Linked DNA regions of Rattus norvegicus: region 2 is linked to region 1. Evidence: chromatin contacts called from public HiChIP or PLAC-seq data. All regions are on one chromosome and are shown on one strand. Each heading gives the region's core, a stretch centred on a gene start, on an enhancer-like site or on the middle of the called end of the contact. The rest is flanking DNA. Distances are from core to core; before and after follow the strand shown.

Evidence for each region. HiChIP or PLAC-seq counts read pairs in DNA pulled down with a chosen protein or histone mark.
Region 2: a contact with region 1 is called in an H3K27ac HiChIP or PLAC-seq map of oligodendrocytes, with 4 times the contacts expected there. The contact joins two enhancer-like sites. A contact is called at or near these places in 2 of 12 Hi-C or Micro-C datasets (the Rat2 cell line and frontal cortex) and 1 of 1 datasets of contacts at active chromatin or transcription factors (oligodendrocytes).

Annotation. Positions count from the first base shown.
Region 1 is chr5:101,817,033-101,824,599 of GRCr8, reverse strand. The region is part of intron 11 of Nfib (nuclear factor I/B); the gene reads left to right. Among named protein-coding and RNA genes, the nearest start is that of Nfib, 200 kb to the left of the region's middle. Within about 2 kb of position 4,984, at least 23 of the 93 cell types and tissues checked have an H3K27ac peak or open chromatin away from gene starts, as enhancers often do.
Region 2 is chr5:102,006,869-102,013,591 of GRCr8, reverse strand. Nfib (nuclear factor I/B) reads left to right here. Exons shown (of 12, transcript NM_001398938.1): 2 at 590-1,121. Among named protein-coding and RNA genes, the nearest start is that of Nfib, 9.7 kb to the left of the region's middle. Within about 2 kb of position 4,716, at least 24 of the 93 cell types and tissues checked have an H3K27ac peak or open chromatin away from gene starts, as enhancers often do.

The DNA.
Region 1 (7,567 bases), core at 3,735-6,234:
TTTAAAAAATCTATTGTTCTTCCCCAAGAAGCATATATTAGTACAGAAAAACCCATATAATGTATACTTATAAATGAAAGATAAACTTGACTTAAACAGTCTCAATGATTAATGAATGATGCTTAATTAAAATGAATGAAAGTGGCTTGAGTCTGAATTAGTAAGCTATTTAAAGTTAATTTAATTACATTTGATAACACAATGTTTACACTAGTTTATTAAGTAACAATCCTATACTCCATGCTTTGCCTATCACCAGAATAGCCCATGTTCACAAGGACAGCAAATTAGATGGAAGATACTCATCTTTCTAAATCTGATTCTGGCTGTCAGAACTTTGTAGTGGGTAGATTACTGATAGGTCTTTACTTAATTTAGAATAGGATAGTGTCTTTGAAATACATTGAAACCAACGTGATGTGGTTTGGATGATTTGGTCTGAGTAGTTCTGGAATCAGAGATTGATATACCCCAAAAGAAAAGATAGCCCACATATGGGGAAGAATGACCAGAGTCACTAACAGTCCTTGCAAAAACATTGGTTCATCCTGACGCTCCCTTTCTCATCAAGAGAGTTGATGTGGGCAACCAGCTTCAGATCATAGTGAATCAGCGAGGGGGGCACTGCCTGAGTTTATTGACTTCATTTATCCCGAGTCTCTGAGGATACTAATCTTTCTTTGGTTCAGTGGAATAAGCCTATGAGAAGGTCTGACTGACCAACAAAGCCCAGGAGTTCTCTTTGGGTAGCCTCTGTTCTTCCTGCCACATTTCAAAAAGGCACATGGTTGGTGTTTCAGGTGTGTGTATACATTCTGTAGGGATTCAGAGTCAGGAGCAAGGGTGGGCTGTCTTAAGTCCTGTGCTAGTCACACTCACAGCTCTCTGAATCTGCGTATCACAGTTCAAAATAAACATGTGCAGGCGAGACAGCAATCTGCTTTGCTTTGCTACCATTTTCAAAGACAGACATGACTGCAGGGTATGGTGGAGCATGCCTTTAGTCCTAGCATAGGAGGCTGAGGCAGGTGAGTCTCTTAAGTTTGAGGAAATGTGGTCTACACATGATTAATACATGGTGCCCTGAAGTTGTTTTAAGACTTGGTGGGTTTTCATTTCTTGATAGAACACTAAGAAGAAAATCCTAACTGCCTGTACCACTGTCACTTTCAAGAGAGGTCGGGACAACCAACGGCACAGTCGTCTCAGTAGTTTGACAATATTAGGGAAAGATAGATTTGTTCAACCAGAGACTTGAATGACTTGAAACACTCGGGTGCGTTGCCGCCTGGTTTGTCCTCTCTGCTTTCTTTCCTGAGCTTTGATATGGTAGATAAAGATTGTTCGGCCAGAGGCTTGAATGACTGAGCTTTGATATGGTAGATGCAGATAAAGAACAGGACACAGTTCATGCTTGTTGTGGTAACTACTCATTGTTTTGGTTGCGGTTGTTGTTGATTATGTTTTTAATTAAAATAAAACTAGATCACTTTCCTCCCTTCCTTTCCTCCCTCCAGCTAGAAACTCTCCAATCCCCCATGCTCCCCTACTCTCGTTGATAGCCTCTTTTTCTTTGATTTTTGTTGTTTTATACACACACACACACACACACACACACACACACACTCACACGTATGATCATGGAGACTGTAGATCACAATCCCCTTTGGGGGTTGCATATCAGATATCTTTTTTTTTTCTTTTCTTTTCTTTTTTTTTTTTCGGGGCTGGGGACCGAACCCAGGACCTTGCGCTTCCTAGGTAAGTGCTCTACCACTGAGCCAAATACCCAACCCCCAGATATCCTGTATATCAGATATTCACATTACAATTACTGTAGTGACAGTAGCAAACTTAAAGTTATGAAGCAGCAATGAAGGTAATTTTATGGTTGGGGCCACCACAACATGAGGAGCTGCATAAAAGGGTCACAGCGTTAGGAAGGCTGAGAGCCACTGCTTAGATAGGAAGGCCAGAGAAAAGCACATATTTGGATCTGTTTTCTTTTGTTGGAATTGGGTGTGTTGCCGCCTGGTTTGTCCTCTCTGCTTTCTTTCCTGCCTGGGCCAGTTACCATCTCCACGTGCTTCCCTGCCAGATGCAACTTCTTTGGAGGGCTGAAAATGGCAGGGAGCTGTGTGCATCCTGTGTGAGCTAGAGATCTGCTTGCCACATCCAACCCCAGCTCAGAAACTCCCTCTGGCACCAAATGACTCTTAGGTTCCTCCTAGGTTACAATCTGCAGGACCTTTCTTGCTTTGACCTTAGCATTAATGAGCCAGTCTCTCTCCCTCTCTCCCTCTCTCTTCCTCTCTCTCCCTCTCCCTCTCTCTCTCCCTCTCTCTCTCTCTCTCTCTCTCTCTCTCCCTCTCCCTCTCCCTCTCCCTCTCTCTCCCTCTCTCTCCCTCTCTCTCCCTCTCTCTCCCTCTCTCTCCCTCTCTCCCTCCCTCTCCCTCCCTCTCCCTCCCTCTCCCTCTCCCTCCCTCCCTCCTTCTCTCTCTCTCTCTCTCTCTCTCTCTCTCTCTCTCTCTCTCTCTCTCTCTGTGTGTGTGTGTGTGTGTGTGTGTGTGTGTGTGTGTGTGTGTGTATGCGCTAAGTGGAATTTCCTGCTAAGCAAACGCTTAGTTGCTAGGGTAGACAGTCAAAAGCTGGAGGTCTGCTTCCACACAGGTGGCTTCACCTTCTAGGAGGTTGACAGGGGCTGGATCGCTCCAGCCGGGCACTGCAGTGTTTGTCCTTTGTCCTCCTCCATGCTCAAGCCCTGTTGTTTTTGCACAAGTGAGTTTTGTGGGTGCAAACAGAGAGCCATCACTTGCTCTCTTTAGCCCCTAGCCTGACTCTTGCTTGCACTTTCAGATCCAGGGCCAGTGTAATTGAGTGTAAAAGAAAGCTAAAGGACAATCTAAGAGTAACATAAGCAGAAGTTACTTTAAAACCCTGGATGGGTGATTTATGCTAAAGAGAAACTGGATTTATCGTTTCATTTTCCCTCCTCGCCCTTCACCCCTTTGGGTGAAGTGGGTGGTTGTATGTGTCCGATGGCTTATATAAACAGAAGAAGCCTTCAGATGGCTAAAGTAAACAGGAGCGTGTTACTGAAGGCCATGTTTACACAAACCATTTGCTCAGCCCCTGGAATAATGAATAAATGAAGATTTTACTGAAATAATTGGAAGGTTTTTTCCTGCTTATGCCACAAGTGAACGGCAAAGAGACTTTTACCAGTGGTTTTCCATGTTACCATGTTACGTGTGTTCCCAGTTCCCCTCTCAGTTGAATGCTTCATCCTGTCATTACTTTACACATGTTTTTGTAAGAAATTGTCGTTTATTACTGCAATTCCAGAGAGTTGCTTGATTTCCCAAGAGAAGTTTAGCAGCCAGTAAAGGTTATTTGGATCTGACTGGTCAGGAGGAGGGTAAAGCGCAGGGGCAGCCGTGTGCATTTCATGCTCAGTAGTTATTGTGAAACACTGCTTTCTTTATAAAATGTATGTTCTCTTTCAAAAGACCAAAATCCAAAAACTTACGGAGAGTTTTCAGTAGGTTGCAACCTGCATTCACATATGTATGTTTACGTACACAGATAAGTGGCATGTGTGTGCACAGTCCTGTTCCTATAGAATTAAGTTACTTTTTACATCAGTATTATTGGGACCATCTCTGCACATCTCCTAGGTTAGCATTTCCTGCTCAGGATTTCTTTTTTTTTTTTTCTTTTTCATTTTTTCTTTATTAACTTGAATATTTCTTATTTACATTTCGAATGTTATTCCCTTTCCCGGTTCCCGGGGCCAACATCCCCCTCCCCTTCCTTATGGGTGTTCCCCTCCCCATCCTCTCCCCATTACCGCCCTCCCCCCAACAATCACATTCACTGCGGGTTCAGTCTTCTGCTCCGGATTTCTTATTCTGACACAAACCTGCAGTCCCGGCAGCTGGGTTGTCCCTGCAGTTCCTGGGGAGAGCTAGATTTCCATCTCCGAATCTTCTTTTCAGCTGTTAGCTCTAAAGTGTTCAGATTTTTGTCCTCATTCTGGGGCCCTTGCACTGCTCCGGACTAACAGAAATAGGTGAGTCTTTGGTTCAAGGCTGAAAATGACAAGATCGGAAGGTGCGCAGGGCAGTGTTTGGTAACAGGTTAGCTGCTGTTACTTTGAACAGTCTCTTGAAAGCAGTGACTTTCTCTTCTTATCAGTGTCACTTGACACCTGTCAGGAGAGAAAACCTAAAGTTGTTAGCATTTTATTAAAATTATCCGAAATGGCTTTTAACAAACACACAGTGTCTCCCGATCTGGCCATTGAGAGCTGTGTAATTTTCACCTACCTTTCTCCATTTGTAAAGAAAGATTTGTCCAACTGGACGTTTCCTTTTTTATCTAGACAAACTCTTCAGAACACTTCCTAAGAAATTAATTGTATTCCAGCCAGACTTGCATGCTGCCATCCCACAGGAAATGGGTCAGCACTCCATTAAGATGCCATTAGATAATCTAATTTGGAGCTTAATCTCTAAATTAACCATGCTCCATACTTGAAGCATACTTGAGAGAAAGAAAAAAAGTTTACGTTTGAATCGATAGGGGAGCCGAAGCGTGAAGAAGGCTGTTTGTTTTTTCTGTAGCTGTGGTCACGTCTCAAGCCGTCTGGTAACCAGGAGAAACCAGACATGATGTAATTCCAGATTGAACTTGAACTTCAGGGACTTAGCATGGGGGAACAATGGGCCATAGGAATCAATAATGTCCATTTTCCACATGATTATGTCTGGAGCTTTGCCGTCAACCTTTCTGGATGGACAGTGTGACCAAAACGAGATGATCCAGGGACAAGATGTTAGAGGAAAGAGAACAACTTTCTCCATGTTATTTTCAGAGCAGCACTGCAGATGCCAGTGGGATTAGAAAAGTTCCCCCTCTGCAGTAAAGTGGTAGCCTGTTCAGAGCAGTCTTTGTTCGCCTAGGTAGGACAAACTTAATCTTCCGTTTCCTGTCAGATGGTTTTTGGCAGCAGAGCCAGAGAGGGAGGAGCAGGATTCAGAACATTCTCAAATGCAAACCTTACTGGTTAACCCTTTGCAGCTAAAGGAAGTGTGCTAAATGCTGACCTTGTTTGAAGATGGTTTATGCAAAGCACCGTGTAAACACGCACATTCTCTGCTGAGGAAGTCAGCTCCATTGCAGCCCACACATTACTTCATTGTTGTGACCTAGGAGCTGGAAATAGGTATATTGGGAATTGGGTCGCATTTAAATAATAGAGCTTAGAAATGAATATATGTTATAGGAAATGTTACAGAAGTAAAGGCAAAAGCCTGTTGAATTTCCACATAGTGAATAATAATAATATTTCTGTAGCATATCAGAAAGTATAGAAAGTGAGTTTTCTCTCCCTCATTTACTTCATTGTAGGAGTTCCCTGCATATGCGAACACAGTGAAAGGCCCAACATCCTAAATACAATTCTTAACTTCTTTTCATCTTACTCTTCAGAATTCTGTTGTAAACAAGTCCTCTCCTTTAGAAGCAAAACTGTACAGATAATACTAGTGTTTGCTTTTTAAGAGAAATCATTTGTGAGAAAGTCTCCTGGCTGTTATACCAACTCTCTTTCACTTAATATGCCTTTGGCGATCCTCTGTGTGAAAGGCACTATTTCGGAGGACTTTTTTTTTTTTTTTTTTTTTTTTTTTTTTTGCAGGGAAATGTCTGTAGTTGAAGAATCACTTATGCAAATAAGAGGAGCAGTAACCCTTGTAACAATAGCATTGAAAAGAAGCCCAGGGGTGGAGAGGAATACAGACCAGAGGAAGGCTGAGAATCAACATGTGGGCTTCCCTATGCCATGGTATGGGAGGACGGACGGAAATGACTACAGTTGGCCTGTGTGTCTTTATATTTTTTTTTTCCTTTTCGTTTTTTTGGAGCTGGGGACCAAACCCAGGGCCTTGCGCTTGCTAGGCAAGCTCTCTACCACTGAGCTAAATCCCCAACCCCGTGTCTTTATATTTTTAATTGGCAATAACATCCCATAGCTTCATAAGTGTGTGTGTGTGTGTGTGTGTATATATATATATATATATACACGTGTATGTCCTATAATTAATAATCTTCATTATTTTCTACCATAGGTTTATAGCTCTAAAATATGAGCAAGATCAAATCAAATTGCTTTTAAAATATGCTTTTAATTTGCTGATTGAGGGGAAGAATTTCCTCTTAAATCCTATCTACATTTAACTGTTGTAAGCGAGTAAATGTTGTGACTTTTTAAGTGCCCAGGTTCCCTTGTTGGAGGGCCTTCTAGCCTCATGTGTAGACCTCCCTAGTAGAAGAACAGAGGGTGGCGATGATCTAGGTTCCTGTACAGCTGCAGTGTTCGCGTGTGAAGGCAATATTCTGTGAAGTCTCTCTCAGATTAAGAACTTCTCTAATATATGATATCTTTAAAAAAAAAAAAAAAAACTGGGGTTGGGGATTTAGCTCAGTGGTAGAGCGCTTGCCTAGGAAGCTCAAGGCCCTGGGTTCGGTCCCCAGCTCCGAAAAAAAAGAACAAAAAAAAAAAAAAAACTTGGAAAATACTTTCACTTGTGCATGTGAAAGTGAACCTTCAATCCAGCATAGCCCAGAAGCAAAGCCATCTGAAACAGTCGAATATAAACCAGCGAGGTTTGACAACCTCCGTTTGATGTTATTTTCCTAAGTGTGGCTCCCCAAGGATTAACAATAAAAAAGGCCATTTACCTACTTAGTTAAGAAATAAATACATTTCTCTTTCATTACTATGAAGTGCTATTGCTTGCAGTTAGACTCATTCTACAAGCCACCTGCAGTTTATGATATTTGGTGTTTCCCAGAGAGCCCCCTGGGGTCCTTTGCAAAGCAGGTAAGAGCTAGCTGGGGATCTTTCTGGTGTAGACTATTACAAATAGTTATCATCATTAGAAATCATCTTGCATGCAAATAGGATCATTCGGATGGTGATAACAATCATTAAAAATGGGAAAAATAAATCAAAGAAATCCAGGACCTGTATACAGCACGCAGTATATTTCACTTTCACTTTGGCCCCTGGTAAAAGGGGGCTCGAAAGCAAATTACAGTCATACATCCACATCTGCACATACATTAAACAAAGATGGTATTACTGTCAGCTGGAAAACAGCTAGCGTTGCATAAATAAATCACAGTTACGAATGTGGACATTGGACTCAAGAATTATTCTTGTTCGGGAGTTCTAATGGATGCAAGTGTCAGCTGTACACCATTGGATGGCATGTAAAATTCACCTGATACACCATGGGATGGCATGTAAAATTCACCTGATACACCATGGGATGGCATGTAAAATTCACCTGATACACCATGGGATGGCATGTAAAATTCACCTGATACACCATGGGATGGCATGTAAAATTCACCTGATACACCATGGGATGGCATGTAAAATTCACCTGATACACCATGGGATGGCATGTAAAATTCACCTGATACACCATGGGATGGCATGTAAAATTCACCTGCAGTAGAAATACAGGGACATGAAGTTGAAATGTTTTTCACAGAG
Region 2 (6,723 bases), core at 3,467-5,966, 190 kb before region 1:
CAGCAGCCTCTTGCTGGGAGCATGCTCCAGAGCGGGAACTGTGAGCATTACAGTGGGCATGTACATGCTTTGTGCTTCTGTGCCACAGAGAAGAGGAGTGGACCGTGCCACCGCTCCTGCCTTCTTAGAAGCTCTGCTCCGGCTTACAAAACAAAAAGCAACAAACAAACAAACAGCCCACTGTGTTCCTTGTAAAATGGTACTGCATAGTGCTCCTTGGTCAATCAAATACTTAAATATTAAATTTGGTGCCATGTGCCTTATTTTAAAGGATGTGGATGCGTGGCATGGAGGTGGGAACCAGGGGGATAGGACCAGAGCTGAGATACAAAATAAAACCTTCTATTTTCTCTGTAGGAGAGAGAACCAGTTTATGAATTTTGGTGGAGAGGGGGTATACTTTATTTTCTTCTTGATCTGCTCTTTTGTTTGTTTTAAATTAGAAAATAATGTTATTTCCTTTAAAATAAGTTTTCGTGCTGAGTTTGGAGATTTTTTGTTGTTGTTTTGTTGTCGTCGTTTTGTTTTGGTTTTGCTTAGCATTGGAAATTAAACCGACTGTCCACTTCTTCCTCCCCCTCTTCCGCAGGATGAATTCCACCCATTTATTGAGGCGCTTCTTCCACACGTCCGTGCAATCGCCTATACGTGGTTCAACCTGCAGGCTCGAAAACGCAAGTACTTTAAAAAGCATGAGAAGCGGATGTCGAAGGATGAAGAAAGAGCAGTCAAAGATGAGCTGCTCAGTGAAAAGCCTGAAATCAAACAGAAGTGGGCATCCAGGCTCCTGGCCAAGCTGCGCAAAGATATCCGCCAGGAGTACCGCGAGGACTTTGTGCTTACCGTGACTGGCAAGAAGCACCCGTGCTGTGTCTTATCCAATCCAGACCAGAAGGGTAAGATTAGGAGGATCGACTGCCTGCGACAGGCAGACAAAGTCTGGCGTCTGGATCTAGTCATGGTGATCCTGTTCAAAGGCATCCCTTTGGAGAGTACCGATGGAGAGCGACTTATGAAGTCCCCACACTGCACAAACCCAGCACTTTGTGTGCAGCCGCACCATATCACAGTATCAGTTAAGGAGCTTGACCTGTTTTTGGCATACTACGTGCAGGAGCAAGGTAGGAGCAGATTGTTCTTTCTTCTAGCACAGTAAACACTGCACATACACCTCACAGATATGGGAGGTCTCTGGCTTGGACTAGAGTGTCCTGGAGGCCTCCAGATGTCCTCTGCCCCTTCTGGGAACCTTGGTGTGCCCAGTTGTACTCCATGTCCACGGTCATGTGGGAGCCATGAAATTGGACATGGGCCTTTCTTACCTGGATAGGCTTCCGCGTTCGAAGAAAGGTCAAAAGGCCAAACAGACGCAGGAGCAGTCTAAGCCATACAGTTTATTGCACTCTACTTTCTCTACTAGGCTGCTCTCCACGACCACCTGACAAGACAACCTGACTGATGGCAGCCAAAGTGCTGTTTGATAATCTTTGTACGAGTCTCTTACCTAACGAGGTAGATGAACTTTGTTCAGGAGTCCAGTGGTGGTTGCACCAAAAATCAAATTAGCATTTACTATTACAGAATATCTAAGCTGGTCATTATCAAAATACATATCTGACAGAGGTCCGGATTTATGTAGTTTTCGTATTTCTGGCAACACGTCCTTTTGATCGTGCAGTGTTCACTGTAGATTTAAAGTGACACAGCTCTTGTTTAAACCAGTTATAATACTTTCCCAGAGTGACCAGGGAACACTTTCTGTTATCAGTCTACTTGAATGCAAATTTATAAAAGCTTCCCAATGAAGGAGTCACAGCTTTCTTTACAGAGCATCCCAGAGCAAACCAGAAAGCGAACTGGTTACACTGGTTTAAAATAAATCTCAAAAGAATGCAGAAACCGCATGCCGGACCATGTTTACAGTCCTCGATAAAGAGTGCTGCAAATGTCGCCTGGACAGTGCAAAATAGGCAGTGGGGGTGCAAGGGAGTTTCGAGTTAATGAGCTGTTTCTTTGTTGTTGCTGTTTTTCTTAAGAAGGTGAGACTTTTGACTTTGTCTTCAAATCAGCGTGTCAGGATACAGTCCACACAGGAGAGCACCATACTGAAAGTGGGCTTGACTTTGGGCTACCACAGATGGTGGGTCATTTCTGCAGTTGGCCTGGTGGGAGGGAGGATGACCTACAGATAGCCAGGTGTCAGACAGTTATCCGATGCTCATTATATACATGTGGGGGTTTAATAAAGTGAGGTGCGTTATTCTGATCCAGAAAAGTGAGATAAGAAAACTAATCTTATGACTCAGACCTTGCTGTAGAACTTACTGTATGCCCTTTGCCTTCATTTTCCCTCAAATTAGTTCTTGAGAGATGCTTAAGTGTCATTTCCAATTTCTTTGATTTTTAAATAACCATGTTGGACCTTGTCATTTGGAAATGTGTCTCTTAACAAACAGAACACCACATTTGTTATCTCCCTGGGTTTAGAACTAAAGTTCAAGTAATGACGAGTGGGGAAATACATATTTTCATTCCTGATGTCCTAAAATAAAAGCTTATTAACACATGGCAATTTGATTGGCAGCTGCCTAAGAGGTGGCATTTTAAGGTGGGCTACATGCGTGTGTGGATTGACTACGTGTTATAAGTGTTGCGGAAGTCTCTGGTTAGAAGGAAAAGTTTTGCAAAGTGGGTCACACAACTCTTTAGTCAGGAGAGAAGATCTGAGCAATGCTCCCCTTTAACGCTTGGTGGTTGGTCACTAAGTGGACATACTTGTCGATTTAACCCTGGGCAGGCAACTAGAGTTCTTCGTTTTGTTGAACTGACAATAGAGGTTATCTTTTGGATTTAGGAAGATAGATTGAAAAAAAGAAAAGAAAGACAAAACCATAAATATATTCTTTTTTTTTTTTTTGCATGACACTAGTGGGCATAATAATCATGAAGTTTTGAGCCAAGTCTTAGAAACTGTGTTTTCAGATAAGACACTGATGCAGTATGAAAACCCTTTTGGTATCTTCCCTGTACATCCAGTCACCTGTCCCCTCTGCCACTTGCCTTCACATCATCCCCTCTTAACATCTGGTGACTCGTTACAAGAGTCACAGCCCAGTACTTTTCTGTTTTCTCTTTTTCAAGATTTGTATCTTTTTTATATATGAACTGTGAGTTGACTGTCCTTTTGCACCATAGCTGATCAGAGAAAGAAGGCTCTCAAAGATAAGTCTGCAAACACCCCGGGGCCTCACCTCACGCCGTAACTTTTCATTTCTCCTCTAAGTACATGAAATCATATGTACTGTACTTTAGAAATTAGATAAAGAAGAGAGGAAAACATGAAGGAAGAATTAACACGGGAAAAAAAATACTTATAACAGAATGAGCAACAAAATGACTTCCCCCTATCTTCCTCTCCCCTTCTAAGGGACTGGGAGAGAAAACAGGAGGAAGAGCAGAGAGAATGCCAATACTGGTTGCCACTGGCACCGGGATTGGCATCAGACCCTCTTTGTTTAGCTCAGGATGCCTGTGATTTGTTAGTTGGCATCCGCATTGCAGTGTGGAGTGATGTTACAATATATTGACAATTTCCAGATCTAGAAATGTCAATAGTCCTCTTGGCTATTTGCAGATCACATGCTTCATCTCTAATAGAAGACGAGGTAGAGACGGGCGGATAATAAACTTCCATTGTTGACCAACTTCCCGTTGCTTTTCTGTCTCCCTCCTTCCCTCTTGGTTCAACCCACACTCACCCTTTCTCCTTCCCCAGCAACCTCATCTTTTCTGAAATGCGGAAAGTTACTGAAGCTTGGGCACAAACTGGAAGGCTACCTTTGTGTCTGATACAGTTTTGGGGGAGAAATTTATATATTTTGAAATCATTTTTGATACGTAGTTTAATTAGGCTTTTGCATCACAGGGCAATACTTTGTTCACAGCTCAATGTCTTTGTTACTTAGCTTCTTCCCCTCGTGCAGCTCGCTTGACCGCAATTCGGTCCATTTTATTTATTTATTTTTGACGTCAGTGGAGTCGGGTCGCACGAGGTATAGTAATGTATGAAATTATGTGCCTTCGTTTTACCTAAGATTTTGTAACTGGCTTGGGAGTAGCTGTATGTAAGTCCATAAAAATCTTTGATGCTATTGATTCAGAGGGCTGCGCTTCGGCTGTTCCGTTGCTACAAGAACCGCCATTTTGTTTGTGAAGTGCCAGGCGAGGGGGGAGAAAAAAAAAGGCAGACACTGTGTTTGGTGCCAATAATGGTTGCCAGTGGCACCGAGGTTGGCATCAGACCCTCTTTGTCTCGCTGCTGAATGCCTGTGATTCGTTGGTTGGCATCCGCATTGCAGTGGGCACACTGGAAAGTTTTTGACAATCTCTGAATGAAAGCTGTGTGCTCGTCTGCTGCAGCAAAGCTTGGCTAATAGAAAAACCTTCCCTTTCCTCCCCCCCACCCCGCCCCCCAAAGGCTTAAAAAAAGATTGGGACAGATTAAGGAAAAATCGTTCAAAAATGGGCTCCATGTTCCCAAAGATATTAAAGATGCCCAATGATTCTTGGGCAGGTGGCACCTATTCCCCATATTGTCTTTGTTATTGCGTTCATCCAAACAAAGCAAGAAAACAGAAGGAGAAGCAAGCAAGCCTTGTGCAGTACACCTACCCGGGACATACCGCCCCATACACTACAGGGGATGCTATGACAAGTGTGTGGGGGACAGGCTCAGTGTGGTGATGTGTGAGCGCACCCATTACAACTGTCTGTTGCTTTCATTTAGCTCCCCACTGGTTTCTGATTCAATTTCTAGTTCTCTCAGTCTCTAAACCTCCTCATTTTTTAGTAGTTTGTTGAGAGGCCCTCACTTCCCTCTCTAGTTAGCAGTGTGTACAGTGAACACGTGAAAAACAGAAAACCCAAGTGAGGGGAGTACATGCTAAAATCTGATATAAATCAGTCACTCCTAACCTCCTCAGTTCTGCAATGAGATGTTGGAAAAATTCTTAGTCCACGATTCCACATACTGGGGGAGGGGGAGGTTGGAGGGGGGACAGACAACAACCAAAAGGCTAAAATAATTTTTGTTCAAGTTTACTAGATAGTTAACATTACTATTGCTTCCTGGTTAACCACCGTTATCTCATTAATTAATAAGAGGGATTAGCAGTTCTACCCAAAGGGCTACACAGAAGGAAGTGTAGCCTATGGGAGGCCTTGAGTCGCCAGACTGTGTCCTGTCTGGAGCCAGCAGAAGCAGGGACGCTGGTGGGGGGGCTTGTAAAGGGCTGTGGGGAGGAAACAAGGGCTGGGCTTTTTCTGAGCCAGGGAGGGTTTTTAAAGAAAGGAGAGGCCACAACACGAAGCTTAAAGACCTCTAGAGATAGTATCTGCTGTTATGAATTTAACAGATGGGAGTTTAAAGCAAGTCAGCCTAAGTGATGTTTGGATCCCACTTTCCACTCCTATTAGATGTGTTTTTGGCGCATGGCAGAGTTCTGCAGTCCTGCTTGCTTCTATCCTGAGCAAGGCGCTTCCTCTAGCCTTCTTGAACCCTTAGCGCTAACTGTGATCCATTGTCACAGGACAGCTTCTTTTTTCTTTTCTTTTTTTCTTCTTTTGCTTGATTGCTAAACGATATCATAATTGAGGCGTATTTTGAAGTTGTGAAACATGTGACTTGTTCAGAAGGGAAGTTGTAATCGTTATTGTCTTTGAAACAGAACCCTTCCTGCTTGTCACGTGGCATTAGTGAGGACGCACATGCAGAGAGCGATTTTCCTCCTTCAGCTACTGCAGCTTAGAATCCTTCTGGGTAACAATTATTTCTTTATGAAAAGCTTAAATAGATAATTGTTTGCAAGTTGACAGCGCACTTTAACATTTTAATAATTTTCACTTCATTTGCAGGTATTTCCCATTGTGGGGGGGGGAAATAAGCTTGCATAACTTGTTTAAATGCTGCGGTTTGGCGGGCTTGCATTGTGACATCAGAGAGCGTGAATTTTGTGTGTAGGATTAAATACTTTGGATGCATGTTCGATTTAGGGAAATGCTGTTTTACGTTTTCCCATCCTGTTACCCTGTCCTTGACTGAACTCCTGAACCCTGGTATGCATTTGTTTGCATTCTTCTTCATACACAATTCACAAGCTAAAGAGGGGCTCTTGTTGGTATGTCTTGCCCGTAGGCTTAATGAGACCTTTGTTAGAACATATATTATAAGATGAGATACTTAGCAATTTTCCCACTGATAAGGACAAAGCAGAGTCCATGGAGCCAGAAGTACGCCTTCTATGCCATGATGTCCTTGCCCCAAGATAGCTTTGCCAGACAACTCAAGAGTTAAACTTTGAGGTCCCGGCTGCCAGCTAGAGAGCTTGGCATCTGTGTCCTGATATGGTGAGGCAAGCTTCTGCATAGCTGTTAATATGGTCTCACTTTTCAGAGGCAGAGGGAAGAGAGAGCACAGGAGAGGCAGAGATGGGAACAGGAGCATCATTTGTTACATTTAGTGTTTTCAAATATCCAAATACACTATGCAGATACACTTTATTTTCTGAAGGCAGCAAAGGTTGGGAAGGCATTCTATGGAGGCACAAGCTTTAGGCTTGGTTTCCTACCCTGTCCTCCCTCCCTTGTAGACAAGAGAATAGATTTTGAAATGAAAAAAAGAAAATATGTGCATAGATTTTGCATGTTTAGAGTCACACACTTTGT